2 separate regions of the Rattus norvegicus genome follow, and region 1 is linked to region 2. A link is a contact called in public Hi-C data. All regions are on one chromosome and are shown on one strand. The core of a region is the stretch at or near the end of the contact, and the rest is flanking DNA. Distances in the headings are between cores, read along the strand shown. Region 1 overlaps Cfdp1 (craniofacial development protein 1). Region 2 holds the start of Wdr59 (WD repeat domain 59).

What was found. Hi-C and Micro-C count contacts between places; a contact is called where the count stands out from the background.
Region 1: a contact with region 2 is called in a Hi-C map of mammary epithelial cells, with 2.8 times the contacts expected there. The contact joins the enhancer-like site here to the promoter of Wdr59 in region 2. A contact is called at or near these places in 3 of 12 Hi-C or Micro-C datasets (the Rat2 cell line, frontal cortex and mammary epithelial cells).

What each region holds. Positions count from the first base shown.
Region 1 is chr19:56,695,004-56,702,516 of GRCr8, reverse strand. All of the region lies in intron 5 of Cfdp1 (craniofacial development protein 1), which reads left to right. Among named protein-coding and RNA genes, the nearest start is that of Cfdp1, 34 kb to the left of the region's middle. Within about 2 kb of position 1,911, at least 8 of the 93 cell types and tissues checked have an H3K27ac peak or open chromatin away from gene starts, as enhancers often do.
Region 2 is chr19:56,388,352-56,395,166 of GRCr8, reverse strand. It overlaps Wdr59 (WD repeat domain 59), which reads left to right and starts at 2,032. Exons shown (of 27, transcript XM_063278659.1): 1 at 2,032-2,274. The coding sequence starts at 2,221. LOC120098630 (a long non-coding RNA gene) reads right to left here and starts at 2,281. Exons shown (of 2, transcript XR_005497030.1): 1 at 2,151-2,281; 2 at 1,734-2,024.

The DNA of each region.
Region 1 (7,513 bases), core at 662-3,161, 310 kb before region 2:
TGTTTAAGATGTTAAGCACAATATGCTTCTTAGCCGTACCTGACAGCTACCAGCTAACTTGAGGAAGGATGGGAAGCCTGTGCCTTGTCATGCCTTCCATTTTCAACTGAGAGCCCTTCCTTCACTCCAGATGTTTGAGAAGTGTGGAGGAAGAAAAAGGAGTGTACCTCATAGTCAGAAGTTTGAGGGAAATCTCTTTTACTATAGTAATTGTTGGGCAGGTCCCTCACTCCCGTCTCTTGGTGAGCCCTGATGTTAGAAGTAGCTTTGCCAAAAGCCTCTCTCCAGTCCTGCAGTTCCACCAGTTCTCTGTGTTGGGGGATGGGGATGTAACTCTGCTCTCTTGCTCACGAGTGCCCAGACTTCAGAGTTCTTCTCTGCCCCTACCCTGTACCCAATCCAACAAGTTCTTTTAATTTTGGGCTTTTTAAAAAAATCATTTATTTACATTCCCCTTCCCAGTCCCCTTCCCAGTCCCCTTCCTTTCTTCATCCCATTCCTCCTGCCCTTTGCCTCCGAGAAGGTACCCCCACCCCCACCCTCAAGCATCCCCCTTCCCCGGGGCTTGAAGTCTCTACATGATTAGATGCATCCTCTCCAACTGAGGCCAAACAAGGCAGTCATCTGCTACATAAGTGTTGGGGGCCTCGGACCAGGCTGAGTGTACCCTTTGGTTGATGGGTTAGTCTCTGGGAGCGCCCAGGGGTCTGGGTTTGTTTGTACTGTTGTTTCTCCCATAGGGTTGCCATCCTCTTCAGCACTTTACATCCTTCTAACTCAATCATAGGTGTCCTCAACCTCCATCCAATGGTTGGCTGTAAGTATCTACATCTGTAGGGCCTCTCAGAGGACAGCCATGCTAGGCTCTTGTCTGCAAGCACAGCGTAGCATCGGGAATAGTGTCAGGCTTTGTTGCCCTCCTCCCCCACAATGAGATGGATCCCAGTTGGCCCAGTCACTGGACGGCCTTTTCTTCAGTCTCTGCTCTCCAGCTTTGTCCCTGCATTTCTTTTAGACAGGAACAGTTCTGGGTCAGAAATTTTGATGATGGATTGGTAACTCTGTCCCTGTACTTGGGGCCTTGTCAACTGGAGGTGTTCTCTTCAGGTTCCCTCGCTCCATTGTTGGGCATTTTGGCTAAGTTTACCCTCATTGAGTCCTGGGAGTCTCTCACATACCAGGTCATTGGGGTTTTCTAGATGGTCCCCTCCGCTTACCCCAGAAGCTGCATATTACCTCCTGGCCCTCTGCTCTTCTTTCCTATCCCCCTCCCCAAATACCGGATCCTGTCCCCTTTTCTCCTCTCCCTTACCTCTTCTACCCAGGTTCCTCCCTCCTGCCTCCTATGATTATATTGTTCCCTCTTCTAAGTGGGATTGAAGGATTCTCACTTGGGCTTTCCTCCTCATTAAACTTCTTACAGTCTGTGGGTTGTATCCTAGGTACACTGAACTTTTTGGCTAAAATGCACTGATCAGCGAGTACATGCTAAAGTTAAGATTCTAGTCTTGAATCCCCAGTTCATTGCTCACTCGTGACCCTGAGCAGAGGTGAGCGCTCTCCTGTGCTCCCTGCAGCATCACATGAGCATACTCCTCAGTCCGTCTTCTGGACGTCAGGCCTTAGGTTTCGCCTCTCTAATACCAGACAAGTTCTGTTTTGATTTGGTTTACAAAACCCAGGCCCGGAAGTTATTAAAACCCACTCCCCGCCCTCAATCATTCTGTCAGATCATGTGCACTACTGTGGTTTTTCACTTCCTCTTTGAAATGTAGAGGTTCCCTTTCTTTTGTGAGTCTTTAAAATAGTGATAGTCTGTCTACTGTTTCTAGGTCACAGTGTGGCAGATGTTTAGTTTATCTTAGCCGTCCTTCACAGACGGCCGGTTGGCTTTTCATGTTTCTGAGTCTTAGGTTTCTGTTAGTGTGATGAGTAATGTCCTGACCAAAAGCACCCGGGGAGGAAAGGCTTATTTTGCCTACACTTCCATGCCACTGTCTTTCATGAAAGCAGTCCAAAGGAGCTCCTGGCAGGAACCTGGAGGCAGGAACTGACCATAGGTCACGGAGGGGTGCTGCTTACTTGCTCAGCCTGCTCTCTTATATACCCAGAGCCACTGCCCAAGATAGCACCACCCACAATGGCGTGGGTCCTCTCCCACCAATCATTAATCGAAAATGCCCTTCAGTCTCACCTACAGCCTGATTTTAGGCATTTTTTCAATTGACATTCCTTCCTCTCAGATGTCTCTGGCTTGTGTCAAGTTGACATAAATGCTAGCCAGCATACTGAACAACTAGTTGAGAGTTGTGATTGCATTTGGTGAAATTTGAAGTGATCCAAGCAATTTCTCTCCCTCTCCTACTCCCCTCCCTCCCCCTCTCCCTTCCCCTCTCTCTCCCCCCGCCCCCATTACATACATACATGATCCTCAGCGTCATCGTTACAAAGAAAGCAACAAGTAAACGTTTGTCTCTGGAGACTTGCTATCCTTTATGAATGTCTATTCTAGTGTTGGTCATGACAGCAGGTTGCTGTGGTTCCATAGCTTGTGTCCGGCAAGTAGCTAAGTCTGAAACAGTTTGCAATGCCAGAAATGTGATTGGAATGGCACCTCCGCTTAATCACATAGTTCAAGTGTAGATATGTATGGAGTTCTTTACCCACCCCACAGGCCTATTTTGCAGTTTCTGCTATTTCCCTTCTTTCTTGTCAACTTGTCTGTGTGGAAGTGTTGTTTCCACGATAACATTTCAGAACGCACATCCTTATTGGGATACTCAGAAGCCCTGCCGTGTGCCTGGTAGCCTTGTTTTCTAGCCAGGAAACACATGGCATTCATTCTGTCAGCCTTTCCTGTCTTAACTTGGGCTGCCTTGTGGACAACAGGAAAGCCCTTAAGTTGCTCTCTCCCCGTAGCACAGGTTCCAGATTAAAGTGTGCTAAAGGGCTTTTGATCTATAGTGCCCGTTACCCAGTGTTTAGGCCTTGGTGGATAAAGTCGTTGGGTGATGTAGCTGTAGGGGCGTAAGCTAAAACCCCGTGCCGTCGGGTCTGATGCTGTGTTTTGCTAAGGCACTGGAATATAAATACCTGTTGTAGCTTTGGGGAATGTTTCTGGGAAGCTTGGTGTAAAGGAAAAAGTGGAGGCATCACTTCTTTTTATTTGTCTTCTTTTTTGAGATAAGTTTCACTAAGCAGCGCTGGCTGACCTGAAGCTTGCTGTGTAGCTCAGGCTGGTCCCTAACTCACAGAGACTCACCTGCCTCTGCCTCTTGGAATTAAAGGTGTGTGTCAGTCACTATGCCCAGGGAAACTTTTCACTTCTGTTTTCCTTTTCGGTTCAAGCATGCCAGATAGCTTCATGTCCTGTTCTCTTGAGATTCAACTGACTAGATTCTTCCCTAACCCTGTGAGTGTTTTCTGTATCTTCTCATAGCTTCTCTCTCATACTTCATTCCCCTTCCTTCCCTCTTTCTTCCTTCCTTTTTCTTTTTCTTTTCTTTCTTTCTTTTTTTAATTTGGACATTGAAAATAAGATTTCGCAGAGAGACACCATGGTGGTGGTGTTCCTATGTCAGTCAGGGCAGAGCAGATGGCAAGGCCTTTGTTCATCCTAGCTTGATGCCTGGCTTGGTGGCCAAAGCTATTTCATGCCTAGGGCACATGAAAATAAGATTTAAGAGACAAGCATGTGGTCTTAGTTGTGGTTAGTGTGCGTTAATATCATTTATAAATAACTAGGTAGTAAAATTGAGGTGATTGGGTGGGCCCACGGCACTGTACGATGAAAGAAAGAAGGAAAGCATTTGAGTGCGAATTCTCCACACTCCACACTCCTCATCTGCATGGAAGCTTAGTCGTGGATTTAGCAGCCTCTGTTGATTGTTACTCTTTTGGCCTTGTAGCATGTAGCTTTCAAGACAGGACGTAGGTTAGTTACCACAGGGACCCTCACTGTGCAGCTCAGTGGGTTTTGACAATTGTATGCTTCAAACCCCAACTAGGATGTTTTATGCCATCTCTCCAGAAAGTTTCTTCATACTCTGTCCCACACCTCTGCACCTATTTCAGAATTTTATGTGAACAGATTGTATGGTATTTTGCTGTTTGTTCCTGGCTTCTTTGACTTGCTGTTTCTGAGATTTTCCTTGGTGTGTGTATTAGTAGTTCATTCCTGTTCATCTCCATTGTATAGATGTAGCAGACTGTGTCCATCCAGCCTACTGCTGGGCTGGCTTACAGGTTTTTTGGTTTTGTTTATAATGTTTTAAATTCTCCTGTGTGTGTATAAGTGTGTGTATACACACTCGTGGAAGCCAGAAGGGAACTTTAGGGGTTTGTTTCTGTTTTTCTACGTTGTGGGTTCCAGGGATGGCCCTCAGGTCATCAGGCTTACTGGAAAGTGCCTTTACCCATTGAGCCATCTCACCAGCTCATGGTTATTTTTAAATCATTTTTGGGATGGGGGTGGGGAGTGTGGCGATGTGATGGGAGGTTGTGTTGTGTAGCCTTGGCAGGGCAGGCCTTGACTTGCTCTTAAGCTACTAATCTTCCTGCCTCTACCTGGGGTTCCAGGCGTGCATCACCATACTCGGTCTCCTAGTCTTTCATAGCCAAACATTTATACTTCCTTTGGATAAATACTTAGGAATGGGCATGGCAAGTCAGGATAAAAGTGTTAAATATTACAACAAACAGAAAACTGTTCTCTAGGGTGGTCATCCCATTTGATTTTGCCATTGGTCCATGAGAGCTCTGACTGGCCCATATCCTGTCTACATTTGGTGTGGTTTGTCTTTTATTTCAGTGTGCAATGGTATTTCCTGTCATTTTAGCTTGCATTGCCTTGAAATTTTATACTGATAATGTCTTTTCACATGACTGTCTGGCATGTGTGCATATGTGTAAAATCTGTCTTCTAGTCTTACTCATTTTTAAAATTTTTGATTTTAAAGACATTATTAAATGTTAGTGTTATTTTATGTGTGTGAGTGTTTTTCTCCGTGTATGTATGTGCACCATGTGGTGGCTGCTATCCCAGAGGCAAGAAAAGGGGGTCAAGTCCCTCGGAGCTTGTTAAGGAGAGCTGTGGGCTTCCTTGTTTTAGGCCTCTGCTGTCTGATGTAGTGGTCTCTAAGCCATGTGTGGCTGTGGAGTGTTGGGAAGAGGTCAGTCTAAAAGAGCTGCTGGAAGTATAATACACACTGAAGTTTGAAGAATTAATAATGAGAATAAGAAAGTCTCAATTTTTATAATGATATTGTTGATATAATATTTTAGATGTATATAATTAAAACTTTAGAATGGCTACTATAGAGTTTTAAATTATATTTCTGTTTTACATTTCTATTCTAGACCTCCTGTGATGGTTTTAATAAGTATAGCCCCATAGACTCATGTGTTTGAATGCTTGACCCACAGGGAATGGCACTATTAGGAAGTGTGGTCTTGTAGGATAGGTGTGGCCTTGTTGGAGGAAGTGTGTCACTGTGGAGGTGGGCTTTGAGGACGCCCTCCTATGCTCAAGCCACGCCCAGTGTGGCTCATAGTCTCCTTCTGCAGCTGATGGATCAAGATGTAGAACTCAGCTCCTCTTAACAACATGTATGCCTGCTTGCAGCCATGTTTCCCAACATCATGATAATGGACTAAGTCTTTGAAACTGTAATCCAGTCCCAATTAAATATTTTCCTTTATAAGAGTTGCTGTGATCATGGTGTTTCTTTTTTTTTTTTTAATTATTTATTTATTTATTTATTTATTTATTTATTTATTTATTATATATAAGTACACTGTAGCTGTCTTCAGATACACCAGAAGAGGGCATCAGATCTCCTTACAGATGGTTGTGAGCCACCATGTGGTTGCTGGGAATTGAACTCATGACCTCTGGAAGAGCAGTCGGGCGCTCTTAACCGCTGAGCCATCTCTCCAGCCCCCAATCATGGTGTTTCTTTAAAGCAATAAAACCCTAACTAAGGCGTCTTGCTATAGGCATTTAGTAAAGAATATATAACTGTGTGAATTATTTTTAATTCAACTGTATATTAAAGAAATCACCCAGCCACTTTCTTCAGTGAAGGATCCACAGAGTGTGAAATGTAAGGATAAGCGAGAATAGACGAGGTGGGGCAGGCACGAAGGCACAGCAGGTAACGCTGTTGACCTGACAACCCAAGCTCTCTGCCCAGGGTCTGCACAGTGGAAGGGAAACCAGAGTCCTGCAGGTTGTCATCTGACTTTCACATTTGCACCATAGCTTGAGCGCATGCATACACACACACACACACACACACACACACACACACACACACACACACACACACACACACACACGTAAGTATATAATCAAAGAATGAATGAAATGAGATTGCTTAGGTGTCAAACGGGGTATTTTGTATGAATGTGGCCTAGGAAATGTGCTTGCTTTTTCTCTCGGCAAATGTAGCTGAGTAAACCCAGGTCTGAAGGGGCTTCTAGAGCAAGCAGTGGACATGGACAGCTGAGAGCAGTTGCTGCAGAGAGGGGCACCCAGCAAACTCTCACTGCTTCACCTCCAAGCCAGAACTATGTCTGTTCCAGGTCAGGGAATTAAGCCTGTGGTCTGATTTAAACAACAGAAAACCAAAACCCACTGGCCGTTCTAAGTCCTGTCTTTATAAGTGCATGTACAGTGTGTGCACATGCACCTATGGAACTGAGAACAACTGAGGAGTCACTGTCCCCTTCCACCTTCACATGGGGATCATGCCCGGGTTGCTAGGCTCATGTGGCATGGGCTGTAGACCCACTGAACCATCGGCCAGCCTATCTTTGATGGCTTGTTTTTGTTTGAGGCAGTCTCACCACATAGACCAGGCAGTCCTTAAACTCCCAGAGATCCACCTGTGTCTGCCTCCCACGTGCTGGCATTAGAATACTGCTCCACTATGCTCACCTTTGTTTTTTGACACAAGGTCTCTTGTAATAGTTCAAGTTGGCCTAGAGCTGCTGATCTTCCTGCCTCTACCCTGAAGTGCTGTGATTACAGGGGTGTATGAGGCCTCCTGGCGTAGCATACATATGGTAAGTGCTTAGGGGCTTGGCAAGGAAAGCATTTGTTTTGCAAGTATAAGGACTGGAGTTGGGGGTTCGTAGAAAGAAAGGCCTGGTACAGTAGCATGCTTTTATAATCCCAGCTCCTCTGTGACTGGGAGACAAAGACAAGAAAATCCCCAGAAGCTGGCATCCAGCTAGCCTGATTTATTCAGCAGTGAAGAGATCTGCCTCCAAACAAGGCTGAAGGACCTGGCATTGTCCTCTGACCTGTAAACACAGGCGCTTGCACTCACACCCTCCACACACAGTGAGATGATTTTGTAATAGAATGGCAAACTGTTGATGTGGCTAGCATAATTTTGTGTGTATTTTGTAAAGCAAAAATGGCTCTAGTATGAAATGTGACATTTTTATATTTTTTAAAATCTCCTTAGTATCTGTTTGCATAGAGGATGGCTCGTTAACAGCTACC
Region 2 (6,815 bases), core at 783-3,282:
CTGGCCTCAAACTCAGAGATCTGCCTACCTCTGTCTCCCTAGGATTAAAGGCTGCACTACTACTACTTGGCTGTTACTGTTCTTTTTAAAGAGTTTCAATTTGTGAGAAAAAACCGATAGGAGGATAGGAGAGAAAGCATTCAGGAAAATGACTGATGATTCTATGTTCCTAGATGTACAGGATTACCCAGGGATGGAGAGATGGCTCATCAAATACTGCTCTTGCAGAGGACCTGAGTTCAATTCCCAGCATTCATACCAAGCAGATCACCAGTACCTGTAACTCCAGTCCTTGGGTATCTGATGTCCTCTTTTGGCCTTCTTGGGTAACTGCACTCATTTGCACATCCTCATCCCCACCCCCACCCCCACCCATACCCTCCTTCCTACACACACGCGCGCACACACACACACACACACACACACACACACACACACTTAAAAATTAAATAGCCAAAACAAATCTTTTAAAACAGAGTCACATAAAAGTACTTGAATCGTCTGGAGGTTACTACTTTCGGTTGCACAGAGTACCCCTCTGACTTACAAAGGTCTGCGGGACCATCTGCTGCTCTCATTCACCCAGGGCAAACATGCATGGAGCAGCCTGTATATGCAGTAACAAGCAGATTTCAACAAAACAGTCCAGGGACCCGTCTGAAGCTTGGAAATAATAAATAATTATTGAATTAATGAATCCAGAAAGAATCCAACTGGGACACACTCACTCTTTACATTGAGAGTCTGCTCCCCGTGATTTCAAAGCAAATGTTCTTATCCAGTAAGCCATCTCCCTCTAAGCCTGCAATAGTTTTTGTTTGTTTTGTTTCATTTTCAAGACATGGTTTCTCTGTGTAGCCCAGGCTGTCCTGTTCCATTTTTTGGTACCGAGGTGTTTTCTGGGATGCAAGATTTTTTTTTTTTTTTTTTTTTTTTTGCTGGTTATAGTGGTAAAACCTGGACTGTTCCAGGCAGGTGACAGTGAGATGACAGTCACCCTATCCTACAGACAAGTTTGTCTGACCTTTCTAACAAGCATCTCAGGGGCAAAGGAGCCAATACCTTCTCTCCGCTCATGCAACGATTTGCAGAGAGGAATACCAATAATAGTTTATACTTGAGCCTTTACAACGTGCCGGGCCTTACAACAGCTAAATAAGACAGTACATTTCTACTTCAGGAGAGAATGTGATGCTAAACCAGGTAACCCGGGATTTCAAAAGATAGGATTGAAGCGAAGCCAACTGTTACCTACTATGCTGAACCTTCCTGATATTTTTTATTTCATCCTCAAAAATTATCTAAGACTCCAAAAACTGTTTGTGTGGATAAAGGTATTGACAGTATTAGAAATTAAAGCCATGAATAAAAAAAAATATGGTTAAATGGTAAGTATCATTAACATCTTCAGTGAAAAAAATAAGTTTCCAAAACCAAACGATGTTATCAAAAAGAGTGGCAAGTCGTTTAATATTCAGTCTAAACAACCTCTCTGAGTACATTCCCTATGTACCACACAGCCTCGGGAGAACTGTACAGCACACTGGTGAGAGAAAATGAAAGTAACGTGTTAATATGATTATGAAATTGTTTTACCTTTAGGGACTTGCCCCCCCCCCCCCCCGTCCCCTCTCCCCAAGTGTTGCGGAGAACCTCGGAGCTTCGATATGTAAGAGGCATGGCTGTACAACATGAAACAATGAATTGTGAACTCAAATTTTTCAAAGCCTTGATGAGAGGTATCAGAAGAAGTTATTTTACTTTGGTACGGATGTCGGTCCTGTTTATACGCTGTATGTAGTAGAATACGGGGGATACCATCCAACTACCAGCAAGACAGGACCGCCGGCGGCGTCTGCTCTCTAAACTCAGGCTCTTACTGGGTAACTGACGCTGACCTGACATTTGACTACAATTCCCGGCAGAGCTCACGGCAGGGGGCGTGTCAGCAGTGGGGTGCCCGGGTGACTCGTACTGATGACGAAATGAAGGGGCGTTCCTGTTTTTGGAGGCAGGTCTGGTCCCTGGTTGGGGGAGAAAACAGAAGAGGCGGGATCTATCATCGGAGTAGCCAATGCGTTGCGGTCAAGTGAAAGGCAGGGAACGAGGCGTGGCCGGATTTATTAGCTGGCTGTGTGGGGCTTACTAACCTAGGGAGTCTCGGGTCTTGGGGTCGGGGTGGAGGGTCGCCGACTGGCACCCCACGGTCGGGCTTGTGAGATGGCAGCGCGCTGGAGCAGCGAGAACGTGGTGGTGGAGTTTCGGGACTCTCAGGTGAGCTGTGCGTAAATGGAGCCGTCTGAGCATGCGCTTTCCGTGGTTTACACCCCCAAGACCCCCCACCCCGCCTTTTCATCCATCCCTTTGCTCAAGGTGGGGAGATGGACATGGTGCTCACCCGGAGCTGTCAGAGCCAGGATAGCCTAGGGAAGCTTTGATTACTAATCAGGACAGTTAGGGCAGGCATGTATGGCCTTTAGGGTTTCACAAGTGCTCATGGTCTTGGAACACCGAAATACCGATAGTAAATGCTGAAGGGATTCTTCCCTTGTACAAGGTAATGAGCTGGGGGAGGTGTCCACTCCCTGAGGTAGTCGACTGCTCTTGGTGACTTCAGGAAAGTTGCAGAACTTCTCTGAACCTCAGTTACTTGAACCAATCTCGCCTACCATTTGTGGGTTGAATTTGCGAAATACTGTTTTGCAGAGCATCTGTTCCAACCTACTAAGTGATTGCTAAAGGAGACAAAATACATGTATTGCTTGGATTGGACACCCCTGTGGCCCATCCCTGACGTCACGCTTTACACATCAGTTTTCTTACCTGTAGAAGGGAGATTATTATACTTACAGGTCTGGCGTGAGGTCACATGATTAAGACGTGTGTCGCACGGCAAGCTTCAAAAATTGTTAACATTGGGGGCCCACAAGGTGACTGGCAAGGTCACTGCTGCCTAGGCTGCCAACCTGAGTTCAATCTCCAGAACCCGCAAGCCAGGAAGAATAGCTCCCATACATCATCCTCTTTCCTCCGTCCACAGGCTGTGGCACATGTACGCACAGTAAATAAATGAACAATAAAAAAATGAAAATGATATCTTTTTTAAAATGTTAGCATTGAGCTCTTGAAGCGTTTCAGTTATTGGCCGATTGGCCTGTCAGCTTTAGTCCCACCCCAGGACCCATGTGGCAGAAGGACAGAGCCAGCTTCCACAAGTTGTTCTTTGACCTCCACACATACTGTATGGAGGTCACACACTCACACACACACACACACACACACACACACACACACACTAAATAAAAAAACTAAAAATTAAAAGAAGTTTGTATTGACTGAATAGTTTAATTATTTTTTCCTTTCTTTAAGTTAAAATAAAACATTATAGTGAGTGATGTGTGTGGGTGCGTAGGGATCAGAGGACAACACTGGGGAGTCTATACTCTTCTACTGTGGGACCTAAGCTTAGGTCAACAGCCATTATCTTGCAACTTTACACTGTGGGTCGTCTTGAAGGTATCCATTTAAAATTTTAGGTGTATGGTTGTTTTGGCTGTTTATATGGAAATCATTTGCATGTCTAGTGACTGCTGAGGCCAGAATCTCCTGGATCTAGAGATACAAACAGTGGTTAGCCTCCATGTGGATGCTGGAAATCTAGCCTGTGTGCTCTGGAAGAGGGCCGTCTCTCCAGCCAGTAATCCCTTCGCACCCCACACTTTCTTTTTTGAGACAGGGTCTCATATGTAGCTCTGGCTCTCTTGGAAGTCATTATGCAGACCAGGCAGGCCTCAGACTCAGAGAGATCCTCCTGCCTCTGTCTTCCGAGACTAGGGGTTAGAGGCATGCACTAGGACTCTTTTTTTTTTTTTTTTCTTTTTTTCCGGAGCTGGGGACTGAACCCAGGGCCTTGTGCTTGCTAGGCAAGCGCTCTACCCCTTGGACTAAATCCCCAACCCCACTAGGACTCTTTTGAGACAGGATTCCATGTACCCAAGGTTAACTTTGAGCCTGGCGTGTAGCTAAGGAGACCTTGAACTTTTGGTCCTCTTGCCTGTTCCTCCTGAGCACTGAGGTCATAGGTGTGCACCACCACACACAGTTTTGAGCAGTGCCTTAGGCTCCATGCATGCTACACTGACTGAGCTGAGCTATATTTTTATCATTTTTCTGTATTGAGTCTTCCATGTGCCAGGCTTCATGCTAGGCAGTGTATCTGTGTTTTCTTTTTCTACTTGATGAAAGAGCCCTGCAGGCTAAGTAGCTATTATTCTTTTCTACCAAAAGAGGAGGCTGATCCCTCATTGGCTGATCTTGAGAGACTTGTCTAGGGCCTACTGTATGTGGCTGGTGGCCACGGGGATTTGTACAGTCTCTGGCCCCAGAGCCCATAATGCTACTTCATCTCTTAATAGCTTATAATGTGTCACACATAGGTTCATAATAAATATCATGTCTTCCTTTCCTGATACCTAGGACATTTCTTCTCAAGTTTTTTCATTTCCTCAACAAATATTTATTGAGTACTTTCTTATATGTTTGGTTGTAATCTAGCCTTTAATGGCTGCGCCATCCCTCCATCCTTAAATACTTTCTCTGGGTCAGACTTTTATTCACCTATTTATTTATTTATTCAATAAGGATTTATTTATTTCAGTTTTTGTGTTTTTATGTGTGTGGTGGCAAGTACATGTGTATGTATGTTTTGCATGTGTATACACATGTGTCTCAGGGTTTCTGTTGCCATGAAGAGACCATGACCATGACAACTCTTACAAAGAAAAATATTTAGTTGAGAAATTCTAATTGACTTGCTGTTCAGAGGTTTAGTCCATTACCATCATGGTGGGAAATGAAGGCAGACGTGGTGCTAGAGAAGGAATGAAGAGTTCTACATTCAGATCAGCTAGCAACAGGAAAAAAATGTGGACCACTAGGCAGGTGGTGAGCCTCTGAGACTTCAAAGCCTGTCCCCACATCTCCTAGTAGTGCCACTCCCTTTATGGGCCAAGCATTGAAACATGAGGGTCTATGGGACTATTCCTATTCAAACCACACAACGTGTGTGGGTGCATGTGCAGGTAGAGGCCCAAGGCTGATGTCAGGAATCGGCCCGGTTGCTTTTCCACCTTGTTCACCTCAGCGAAGCCCAGAGCTTGCCAGTGTGATTAGTCTTGGTGGCCAGCTTGCTCTGAGGGATCCAGTTTCTTAGCTTTTCAAGGCTAGATGTACAGGCAGGCTACTCTGCCCACCCCGTATTTATGTGGGTTTCTGAAGAGTTGAACTTTGGTTCTCATGATTACAAGGTCGTGTTTTAACTGTTGAGCCATTCCCCCAGCCCCAGCCCCTTTTAAAAATAAGGATTTGCTGTGGTCTGCTAGTGCACACTATACCAGGCACAGTGTCAATATCCAGTTAGTCTACACTTGGGGAAAGCTAGATTAGAGTAAGTGGGTAGCAGGCATCTTCTAAACCTCCATCATGTCTTCTGCCATGAGGGCCAGTCTGCTCTGTGGCACCCTCTGATAAGTAGTCCCCATGGAGGATTTGACCAGAACTCTTTGGATTAAGGGATCTTGAGACACTTGGTGCTGTCAGCACTGTCAGTGTGAGGTCTGCTTTCCCCAGACTCCTAGGGGAGAAGACAGATTGCGGTTGCCCTTCTTGTTAATTGCTTTCACTAGGGATCAGGACGTAGCAGAACCAGTATCACGTGTCCAAGCCTGCTAATTTGGAAGATGCTAATCTATAAATCTTTTAATTCTCACAGAAACCCAGGCTGCCTCACCCCTATTTCTTTATAGAGATGTAACTGAAGAGACCTGCAGAGAGGGCGCTCACACCTATATTGCAGTGCTATAAAGTAGGAGCAAATAATCAAGCCTAAACAGCAGTTGGCATAGCAGGAGAACAAAGTAAACTGGGTAATTTAACTGCCTTGTGGGAGTTTCTGTTTTTCCTTAAGATTTTTCTATTTAGTTGAAAGGGTATATCTATAGTGTGAATTTGCCTGTTTAGTCTGATGTTGATTGGCAAGAGGCAGAAACCTATTTTATTAGCTTTCTACTGCATGGAAAGAAAAAGAAAATACTTTATGTTGCCTCTCTGAAGAAGATGTCTAGAACAATAAACTTCTCGAAATGCTCCATATTCATTTCATAGTTTATATTCTAGAAAATAATCCCAGCAGTCTGGTGGTTTGAATGAGAATGGCTCTCATAGATTCATGTGTTTGAATGCTTAGTCCCGAGCTGGTGGAGCTGTTTGGGAAGGATTAGGAGGTGTGGCCTTGCTGGAGGAGGTGTGTCACTGGAGTCAGCCTTAAAGTTTCAAAGCCCAGGCCCTTTCCAGTTAACTTTCTCTGCCTCCTGCTTGTGGATTAAGATGTAAGCTCTCAACTACTGTTGCAGCACCATGCTTGCCTGCCTGCCTGCTGCCATGTGCCATGATGGTCATGAGCCCTCTGGAACTGTAAGCTCCAAATTAAATGCTTTTATAAGTTGTCTGGATCGTGGTGTTTGTCGCAGCTATCGAAAAGTAATTAAGACACAGGCCAAGGCACTTGCTGCCAAGCCGATGACCTGGGTTTGATCCTCAGGGCCCACAGGGTAGAAGTGGAGAACAGACTCCTGAAAGTTGTCCTCTGTTTTGTTGTTTTAGGGTTAGGGATGTAGCTTGCCTAGCGTGCTTGGGGCTTTTTGTTGGCTTGTTCGTATCTTACTAATTGTGTCTGTAATCCGCCTGTCTTCACCTTCTTAGCAGTGGGATTACAAGCATGTGCTACAGCAACCGGCTGGTAAGGAAAACAAAGGTCT